Regions from separate parts of the Ovis aries genome. Here regions 1 and 3 are each linked to region 2. Evidence: chromatin contacts called from public Hi-C data. All regions are on one chromosome and are shown on one strand. The core of a region is the stretch at or near the end of the contact, and the rest is flanking DNA. Distances in the headings are between cores, read along the strand shown. Region 1 holds the start of SPRY2 (sprouty RTK signaling antagonist 2). Region 2 has its middle 180 kb from the start of NDFIP2. Region 3 overlaps LOC132657264 (a long non-coding RNA gene).

Region 1 (3,384 bases), core at 54-2,553, 580 kb before region 2:
CGAGGTGGGGTGGAACCAGACCCGGGAAATCTAGCACCACGTTTTCCTAGCAGTTTCAAGAACTCTAACCCTAGGACCGCGAGGTCGCAGGTGCTCTTCGGGAGTTCTGACCGTACTTCCCTGTAAAGTAAACTCATTCTGTAAATCATTCAGAATCCAATATTAAGAGTGTGGGGCGGGGGTGTTAATTTCCCATTGGTGCTCCCACGTCCCTGCACGTTTCTTCGTAAACGATCGGCAGTTAGAGCAGCGCATATATATGCCTTTTCTATCTTTACATTTCTTTTTGTAAGTGGGAAAATAGATCACCTTCAAGATGGACAATAGAATCTTATTGGGGAATGTTCTGCGTGACAAGGAGAGTCGGAAATGAACGATGATTCTTCTAGTTGAGGAAATCTGCAGTGTTACAGCGAGCCCCCCTCCCATTTCAGAAGCCCGTGATGTGGCCCTTAGTAATCGTGTACGTGTGTAGGATTGATTTAACTAAATTTTTTTAAGGCCTAGACTGTAGCATTTCCATCACCAATTGCGTGAAACAAAACGGCAAGGAAGATCTTCAGAAAGCTTCCATCTGTAGCTCACTCCCTCTTTTAGAACAACATCTAATATTAAACCGAAAAGCTACAATTGACACCATGAAAAGCAAATCCCGGCCAGAGCAGAGGTACTTGAAACCCGAATCTGCATTCCGCCCCTCTCGTACGCCGCTCGGAGGTGGGGGTGGCGGTTTGTCCCGGTGCCTGGTGTATAATCGGGTTAATCCAGTAGACAAAGGATAAACCAATAGCCCTCCCACCTCACTTCCCGCTCCCCTTCCCCTCCCCCTGCTTCTCTCCCCGTCGCCCCCTCGAGGGGGAACAGAAAAGGGGAGAGCCTGTCTTGCAATGGATTCAGAAGAAAGTCTCAAAACCCGCAACTGGTTTTTAATGCTAACACAGCCTAGCCAGGATTAGTCTGAAACGTTCATTCCCTTCTCCTAGTGGCGGGGAGAAAGTTCCCTAAATCCGCCGAGCTCAAGGTTCGTCCTCCTAGCCTCTGGGGAAAACTTTAAGGTCAGTGTTTCCTTGAAACTAGATCAACTGACCCCGCCGTGCCCAGCCCGGCCCCGCGGGCACCGCGCGTGACGGCGGCCCGGGCGGCAGGACCGGCCCGGGTACGCGCGGGGCGGCGCGGTTGCCCTTTTGAATGCCTCCTGCGGCTCGGAGCGCTGGCGGGCGCTGGAGTGTGAGTGAATGTAGCCCCGCGGAGCCAATGAGCTGGGACCGGATGCGATATATCCTCTGGGACAACAACTGCTCTGTTCCGCCTCGGATCCACATGACGCCATTTACTGCTGCCGCGGCCGCCGCAGAGCTCCCTGCCTCCTCCGGAAAGGCGAGGGCGCAGGCCAACGGCGAGCCCCCCCCGGCCGGGCCCCAGACCCTCCTCCTCCTTCTCCTCCTCCTCTTTCGCACCCACCGCCCCCGCCTCGGCCTCGCCGCCGCGCCTCCACAACGCCCAGTCTGCACCGCCGAGAGCTGCGCGCAGCAGCGCGAGCGGAGGAGAGGGGCCGGCGGAGCGCGCAGCGCCCAGGCCCCCGCGCCCGCCCGGCCCGGCTCGGCCAGTCCCGCCGCCCCGCGCGCCCCCGCGCCGCCTCCGCTCGGACGCGGCCGCGGCCGCACGACTTGGCCATCTGGCTTTTAGGTCCTCGCGAAGGCCGTTTTCTTTTCTCATTCGCTCATCTGCCGGGAGAGGAGACTCGCCGTTGGCGCTTCGGCCTCCAGTTCATTGAGAAAAAAAGGGGAAAAAAAAAAAAGGAAATACTCCGCGTGCGCTTTTAGAAGGGGGGTCGCCTCCAGCCCCGAACTCCAGTGTTCTTCGGCTAGGACTTGGCTCCGGATTTTTTTTCCTCTCCTTTTCTCGTCCAGCCAATCGCTCAGAAGTTAGACTGAAGCAGAGTTTGGAAGGAAGGAGAGGCAAAAAGTTTGCATCAGGGCTGGATTTATTTGCACATCGCGGAAAGAAGAGAATCCAACGGAGAGGGGTTTGTGCAAAGCCGCGATCACGGTGAGGCGCGTTTGGCCGGCTCGTCCCCTCCTGGCGCCGCGGCCGGCGCGTTGTGGGCAACATGGAGTAGGTGCAGCGGGACCGGCAGTGGGTCCGTCTCTCCTCGGGCCTCCCTTTCTCTCACCCCGCAAGTTTTCCGTGGGGAGCCCTGGAGTTGCCCGCGGATCAGCCTCGCCCCGGCCTCGGCCTGCCTCGGCGGCAGGGGTTCGGGGTGGGGGAGATTGCAGCGCGCGCGGGGTGCCGTGTCCCCGGCCCCACGACCCAGCGCGCCCGCGCTGGGGGTCTCGGGGTGGCGGCCAGCTCACGGCGGCGCACTGGCTGCAAACTGGGCGCTGAGAGCGGGAGAGGGAGGCAAGCACTTTGTGTTTTCCAGGGCGCCGCTGAAGGCGCCCGCACTTCGAACCTGTTCTCTCCGGGGAAGGCAGGTCCCGGGAGAGGCAGTCCCGAAGCAGGGGCGCAGGGGTAGTGAAGGGTGCGGGTCGCTGCCTCGCGGGTGGAAAAAAAGAGGACAGGGTGGCGAGTGGAGGGCGCCCACGACTCAGCTCGGCGTGGACTGCGGCGAGCACGCAGAGGGTGGGAGCGTCGCCCTGCCTGGCGCCGCGTCTCTGCGGTTCGGAAGTGCAGCTTTCGCTCTTTTCCGTTCGCCGCGGTCGGCCTGGGTCACGCTTTTTTTTTTTTTTTTTTTTTGGACGATTGGGCTGACCCAGCACAGGAAGAAAGTCATCAAGCGGTCGCGATCGTTTTCCATTACCTGAAAATAGGTGGCAAAAGAGACTAGGTTTTGGGTTTTTTTTCCTTTACTTTGATGGACTAATCCACTTTTTTTGTGTGGTTGCTGCTGTTTTTTTAATTCGGAACCTTCTGCGTTTTTACAAAGCGGTTTCTGTGTCGGTTTGCCCCACCCTTGTGCTGAAGTCCTTTCTCCCTCATCCTTAGTCTGATCACACACAGTTCTTAATGGGGGGTTTCAAAGCGGGGGCGGGTGGGGTGACGACGGAACATGGGGAGAGGGTGGGGTGGTGCTGCGAAGGGGAAGAGGGATCAGCGGAAATCACTTAAGCAAACCTCCTTACCCCCACAAGATGCTACTTTGCACTGTAAGCATAGCGGCAAGTGTCCAGCTTAGGGACCTGGGTCTTGCATGTTCGGCGTAGGGCGCTGGAAATTGTTCTTAATTTTTAAAGCAATTTTTCTGTGACTTGAATACATACCTGCATACAGATGTATGTTTTTAATATATAGGCGCGTGCACATTGCAGGCATTGCCCCTCAGGTTAGCACAGGGTGGCGTCGCTGAGTGTGCCAGGGTTAGATGACCCGGCTCTGTGTCTCAGG
Region 2 (3,070 bases), core at 245-2,744:
GTGTCCGACTCTGTGCGACCCCATAGACGGCAGCCCACCAGGCTACCCCGTCCCTGGGATTCTCCAGGCACGAATACTGGAGTGGGTTGCCATTTCCTTCTCCAAATGGACTACTACTTAGCCATTAAAAATATATATATATATACTATTTGCATCAACATGGATGGACCTAGAGATTATCATACTAAGTAAAGCCAGTTAGACAAAGACAAACATCATGTGATATCATTTATATGTAGAATCTAAAATATGATATAAATGAACTCATTTACGAAACAGAAACAGACTCATAGACCTAGAAAACATATTTTTGGTTACCAAAGCGGAAAGGGAGGGTAGGAGTTTGGTATTAGCAGACACAAACTATTATATGTAAAATAGATAAGCAACCAAGTCCCTATCCTATAGCACATATAGGGAACTATATTCAATATCTTATAATAAACCATAATGGAAAAGAAAATGAGAAATAATATATAAATATGTATAACCAAATCACTCTACACATGAAACTAACATGACATTGTAAGGCCACTATTATTTCAATAAAGAATAAACAGAAGAGTGAAATCAGCAGCCATTGCAGAATTTTGAACGAGTGACAGGAGTGGACAGTCAGAATTACTGGCTGCAATGTTGAGAAACAAGCTGTAGGGTGCGCTAGGGTAAGTGCAAGTGAACCATTTAAAGGCAATTACAGTAATCTAGGTAACAGATTACGGTGGCATGTCAATGGCAGAGCCAGTGGTTAGGGGAAAAATAATTCGACTTTGAGTATTTTCAAGATGTAAGAAAGAAAAGGTGCTTGTCTATTGGTCCAAAGGAGGGATGAGTGGTGAGCGATGGAGAGACCTTTAAGGTGGGAGCAGGCAAAAGGCAATCCAGATGAACCAAGGAGGGTCAGTGCCACCATGTGAGTGACCTCAATGGACACAAACTGTGCAGCAGAACTCCAGGGAGCTGTGGCAGAGAAACCGGACTCATGCAACCTTTGAGAATCTTAGTAAGTGTCTGTTTGCTGAAATCAATTGCATAATTTGGCAGGTCCGCTGTGATGCTTTTTGTCCTGAATTCTGTATCAAAACTATTGATTAGCTTCCCCAGTGACAAAAACCTCACCACCTCCTTGTGTTTACTGTGGCATTTCGCCTTTTCCACTTTCAGTCCAAAACTGTAAAAGTATAAAGAAAAATGAAAGGCCAGAACAAATCACAGACCAGAAATGGAAAACTTCATAATACACATCAGTCCCACGAAGAGTGCTCTGTGTCGCAGCTCAGCTTCCAGCTTCCATTCTGGGGCTTCTTTCTTTTCCTTTTAAAAGATTCAGAAGCATTATTGACTTAAGGTTGTGTAATATGTTGGGATCTCGCCTCAGATACATTTGGCAGGTATTTATGTTTGGGGAAGCCTTTTGACCTAATACCCACATTCTTAATACAGTGAGACTGTAAGCTCCATGAAGTAATGTGGACATGGGTATTAACACAAAGATCTCCTGAGGCCACGTCCTCCCCATGACACAATTTTCCACTGACTTGTCCTCCACCCAACCAGAGTGGTAGACTCAGGACCTGTGTCCCCAAGGCATGTGCTCATGTACTCAGCCACGTCCCATTCTTTGAGACCCCATGGACTGTTGCCCTCCAGGCTCCTCTGTCCATGGGATTTCCAAGACAAGAATATTGGAGTGGGGTTGCCATTTCCTTCTCCAGGAGATCTTCCTGACCCAGGGATCGAACACGCATCTCTTTCACCTCATGCATTATAAGGAGAATTCTTTACTACTGAGCCAGCTGAGAAGCCCATGTGTCTTAAAAACATCTACCATTTAATGACGTAGGAACAAATAAGAAGCTAGAGAAGAAGGGTAGATACTACATTTGCCTGACTCTGATTTTTCTCTTCCCCAAGAAATATTCCAAAAAGCCTTTTTGGGTATATGAACATCTTAAGAGTATCCTCAAATGTTTGATAAATTTTATTAAAATGAGATAAATTACATGTAAAGGGGGGAAAGTGATGGCTAAGCTGATTTATTTCCATTATCAGAATTTTTAACATTCTCCAAGTAGAAACTTGTTCTCCATTTTTTTTTCCTCCCTCCATATCCACTCAGTCATGCAGTCCTGGGTTAACATTTCTGTTAACAGTATCCCTGGAATTCTTTTTCTCCAGTGGGGTTACCATTTGCTCCTCCAGGGAATCTTCCCCACCCAGGGATTGAACCTGGGTCTCCTGCATTGCAGGTGGGTTCTTTACCACTGAGCCACCAGGGAAGCTCCCCCTGCTCTGAAACTTTCCGTAATACCCCAGTACCTACAAGATGATGCCCAAAAGCGATACAGAGCTGCCCCCTGGTGGCCACCTGGTGATTCATGGCACTGGATTCGAGACTCAACCTAGGCTTCAGAAAACAATAGTTTCTCATGGAAGATGGAACACCTTTTAAAGTTCTAGAGGTCAATGGCGGGAAATTAAGAAGGTAGACAGAAGCCTTCTCTTTCACCTCTGTGGAAAAGAGCACCCATGAGGAATAACCTTATGCTCCCAAGGACGTTAGTCTTCCCATGTGGCTCTTTTAGAAGCTTACCATGCCCCCTAGTCCCATTGCATTTGACTAGACTTATTTCTCAGTTTAGACTCAGTGACCAGGGGCTTGGGTTACTGAAACTGAGCAAAAAGTCATGAGCCTATTCTACATTTTATTCCAACTGTACTAAAAATTAGAGCAGATTATCTTGAAATTCCATTGTCTGTGTTTGTAAATGGTAGATACCAGTTGTAGATGGGGACAGTTTTCACTGAATTCAAGAAAAATTTTCTGCATCAAGAATTCCTTGTTCTCCTGTTGGAGCAAGAATCAAAGCTATGGTTTTTCCAGTGGTCATGTATGGATATGAGAGTTGAACCATAAAGAAGGCTAAGTGGCAAAGAATTGATGCTTCTGAACTGTGGTGCTGGAGAAGACTCTTGAGAGTCCCTTGGACTGCAAGGAGCTCACACCAGTCAATCTTAAAAGAAATCAACCCTGAATCTTCACTGGAAGGACTGATGCTGAAGCTCCAAT
Region 3 (3,193 bases), core at 203-2,702, 600 kb before region 2:
CTGATGCAAAGAGCTGACTCTGGAAAAGACCCTGACGCTGGGAAAGATTGAGGGCAAGAGGAGAAGGGGGCAACAAAGAATGAACAGGTTGGATGGCATCATTGACTGAATGAACACGAGTTTGAGCAAACTCTGGAGATAGTGAAGGACGAGGAGACCTGGTATACCGCAGTTCATGGGGTCGCAGAGTCAGACACGACTTTGCAACTGAACAACAAGAATATACAACAGTAGAAAAGGAAAGTCCCCAGCAAGATCACTAATAAGACCAGAGTCTTTCATGCAAACACGGTTTAGGCTGCCTGCCTTCAAGCTCCTCCAACTCAGCTACTTGCTACCAGTGTGATGTTGGCATAGTCACTTCTATCTGTAAAAAGAAATAGATAAGAAAGGTAAAAATCCTTTCTCAAAATGTTATGAGCAATTCATGTTGATATTTGGCAGAAACAAATAAAATTCTGTAAAGCAATTATCCTTCAATTAAAAACTAAATTAAAAAAAATTTTTTTAATATGAGCAGTAAGTAAAATCATCCACATGAAACATATAGTAGGTTCCCAGCTACACTTAAAGCCCAATGAATACTAGCTTATTATCATCATCATCACCATCATTAGTATTAACATGTTTAATGGGCAACTACTTCAATGGTTTGATTTAATTTTCAAAGTTACTTCACTACTCCTAGTGACTTGAAGATCTCAGTTCACTTTCCCTTGACAGATTCTTAGACCTATTTCTGTAAAGTCACAGGAACCAAGTTCTGTGGATTATAACTAAAGCCCAAGATAAATAGAAGCAGACTATTAAGTCAATATCTGCTCTCTTTTCCTACTAACTCTTGGAATTTTCCTCTCACCAAGCATTCATTTCCTGCCCCTGAGAGTTCTATTCGCAAATAGATTTTCCTGGACAATTCTATCATAGATTAGAAAGGCTGTGTAAATACAGCATTCTCAGTTGGTATGCAATGGGAATCTACCTTCTCTGCTCCTCAAGTTCAACATCTTCTACCCTCAAGAATCCAACCCCATAAATGCATTCACTCTCTACATTCCACTGGGGTCTCCACAAACTGCTCAATACTCCCTTCTTATAATCCCTTATAACTATGTAAGGTACTATAACATCTTGAAAGAACCTATTGCTGACATTTCACCTTTGCTTCCTCATGCCTGACATGCCCTGACACTCCTCCAGTCTGCAGGTTGCAAACATGAGCTGTGTGTCACAATCTATCCTGGTGTATGTTTCTACAATCAGTTCTGCTAGAACGCTTATTTTGAAAACGTGAATTTGTTCCAACGTGACTGACAAATTAGAGAAGTCTGTAGCACAGCGCTAATTTTGTATTTGTGCCAATTTCATCTCTAGGCCAACACAGAAAACTGCACCTAGCTGAACTGAGCTTTGTGCAAGTCAACAAAAGGCACGCATGCGCACATTTCTTCCGAACAATGAACTCTACCTTTGCTGTTGACTTTACTGTTCCAACTCTCTCCTGGCTTCCCTGATATCTCAGCTGGTAAAGAATTCACCTGCAATGCGGGAGACCTGGGTTCCACCCCTGGGTTGAGAAGATCCCCTGGAGAAGGGAATGGCTACCCACTCCAATATTCTGGCCTGGAGAATTCCATGGACTGTATGGGGTCGTAAAGAGCCCAACAGGACTGAGCGACTTTCACTTTCACTTCCCAACTTTCTCCTTGTGCTCTTCCAACATTCCATCTGAGTTCAGGTAACCTCCCAATCACACGCCACAACCCCGCTGACTGGCAATCAGCCTCATGCCCTCCCTTCTCTTTCATTTTTCCCCTTCTTTCCTCTCAGCCTCTTTTGTGTTTTTCCTGTCTGTTCTCTGTTATTTTTCTCCTTCTCTTTCTCTCAGTCTTTTTCTGCTTTCCTAACAAGTTCTCATCCTCTGACACAGACAGTGGAGGCCAGAGGAACAAGGCAGGCATTGGAGGTGGGCAGTTGTAGAGCTCCACCCCTACAGACAAATGAGACATTTTCAGGGTCAAGCACCGTATTTATTGTAATACTGGCATATTTCTTAACCACTCGCCATGGACAGAACCATGCTACCATGTTTACTATGTTTCTTCACAGGTCACTGATGAAACTGTTGAAAGTCTACTCCAGTGCCAGCCCTGTGGCTTCTATGACATGATTTTGCACAGTAAGGCAAGTCTTAGGGACACATCTGTTGGCTGTAACAGAATTGACAGTATCTATCTCTCTCCGATCTATTGAGCTTTTATCAGAGTATCAAAGAAATGCATCATTATTCAAAAAAGGTTACGAACTATTGGTCTACAGGAGTTTCCATCAACAGAAATGGGAGCCATATATGTAAATTAATATTTTTCAGTGGTAAAAAGTAAAAGGAAACAGAAATTAATGAAAAGAAATTAATTTCAATAATGTTTATTTAACCACTGTTGTCATTTTAATGTATAATACAAAAATATGCAAATGAGCTAGTTCACCATCAATTTTTTTTTCCTCCATACTAAGTCACTGAAATCTAGCTTGTATTCAGGACATTTCAGCCACATGTGACTAATGGCTACTGTTAACAGAGAAGGTAGGTCTAAAGAAGTCTACCTCTCTGATCAGAAGAGAATGAAAAGCAAAGAAGATTCTGATAATATAAATAAAGCAAAAAAGTAGCTTTGGCTAAAAAGGACCTAAAATAAATCTACCAGCTCTTGTATGCATCCTAGCTTCGTTTAGATCAATGCCTTGGCTGTGTCAAATTTTATGTGGTCAGTCCAAGGGTGGAAAAAATGCACTTCCATTTAAGTACATATCTATTTGCTGGGGAACTCCTGGGGTATAAAAAGAGTTTTCTCTTTCCAGATTGCTTCTCCTAGACTATAAGGTTTATGAACACATGAGTACTCTTAGACTAAAAGTTCTTCCAACAGTAAAAACCATGGCTTTTAAAACCACCATGGTGGGATGATTTGGGAGAATGGCATTGAAACATGTATACTATCATGTAAGAAACGAATTGCCAGTCTATGTCTGATGCAGGATACAGGATGCTTGGGGCTGATGCACAGGGATGACCTAGAGAGATGTTATGGGGAGGGAGGTGGGAGGGGGGTTCATGTTTGGGAACGCATGTACACCCGTGGTGGATTCATATCAATGTATGGCAAAACCAATACAGTATTGCAAAGTAAAA

The links. A called contact is a pair of places that touch in the nucleus more often than the background predicts.
Region 1: a Hi-C map of liver shows a contact between it and region 2, with 4 times the contacts expected there. The contact joins the promoter of SPRY2 here to the enhancer-like site in region 2. A contact is called at or near these places in 3 of 16 Hi-C or Micro-C datasets (liver, skin fibroblasts and tail adipose tissue).
Region 3: a Hi-C map of liver shows a contact between it and region 2, with 4 times the contacts expected there. The contact joins two enhancer-like sites. A contact is called at or near these places in 7 of 16 Hi-C or Micro-C datasets (hypothalamus, liver, mixed tissues and 3 more).

Annotation. Positions count from the first base shown.
Region 1 is chr10:55,944,162-55,947,545 of ARS-UI_Ramb_v3.0, reverse strand. SPRY2 (sprouty RTK signaling antagonist 2) reads left to right here and starts at 1,303. Exons shown (of 2, transcript XM_027973702.3): 1 at 1,303-2,049.
Region 2 is chr10:55,368,260-55,371,329 of ARS-UI_Ramb_v3.0, reverse strand. No RefSeq gene overlaps it. Among named protein-coding and RNA genes, the nearest start is that of NDFIP2, 180 kb to the right of the region's middle. Within about 2 kb of position 1,494, at least 3 of the 54 cell types and tissues checked have an H3K27ac peak or open chromatin away from gene starts, as enhancers often do. A contact at or near this core is called in liver, where this site is marked.
Region 3 is chr10:55,970,795-55,973,987 of ARS-UI_Ramb_v3.0, reverse strand. The region is part of intron 1 of LOC132657264 (a long non-coding RNA gene); the gene reads right to left. Among named protein-coding and RNA genes, the nearest start is that of SPRY2, 26 kb to the right of the region's middle. Within about 2 kb of position 1,452, at least 2 of the 54 cell types and tissues checked have an H3K27ac peak or open chromatin away from gene starts, as enhancers often do. A contact at or near this core is called in liver, where this site is marked.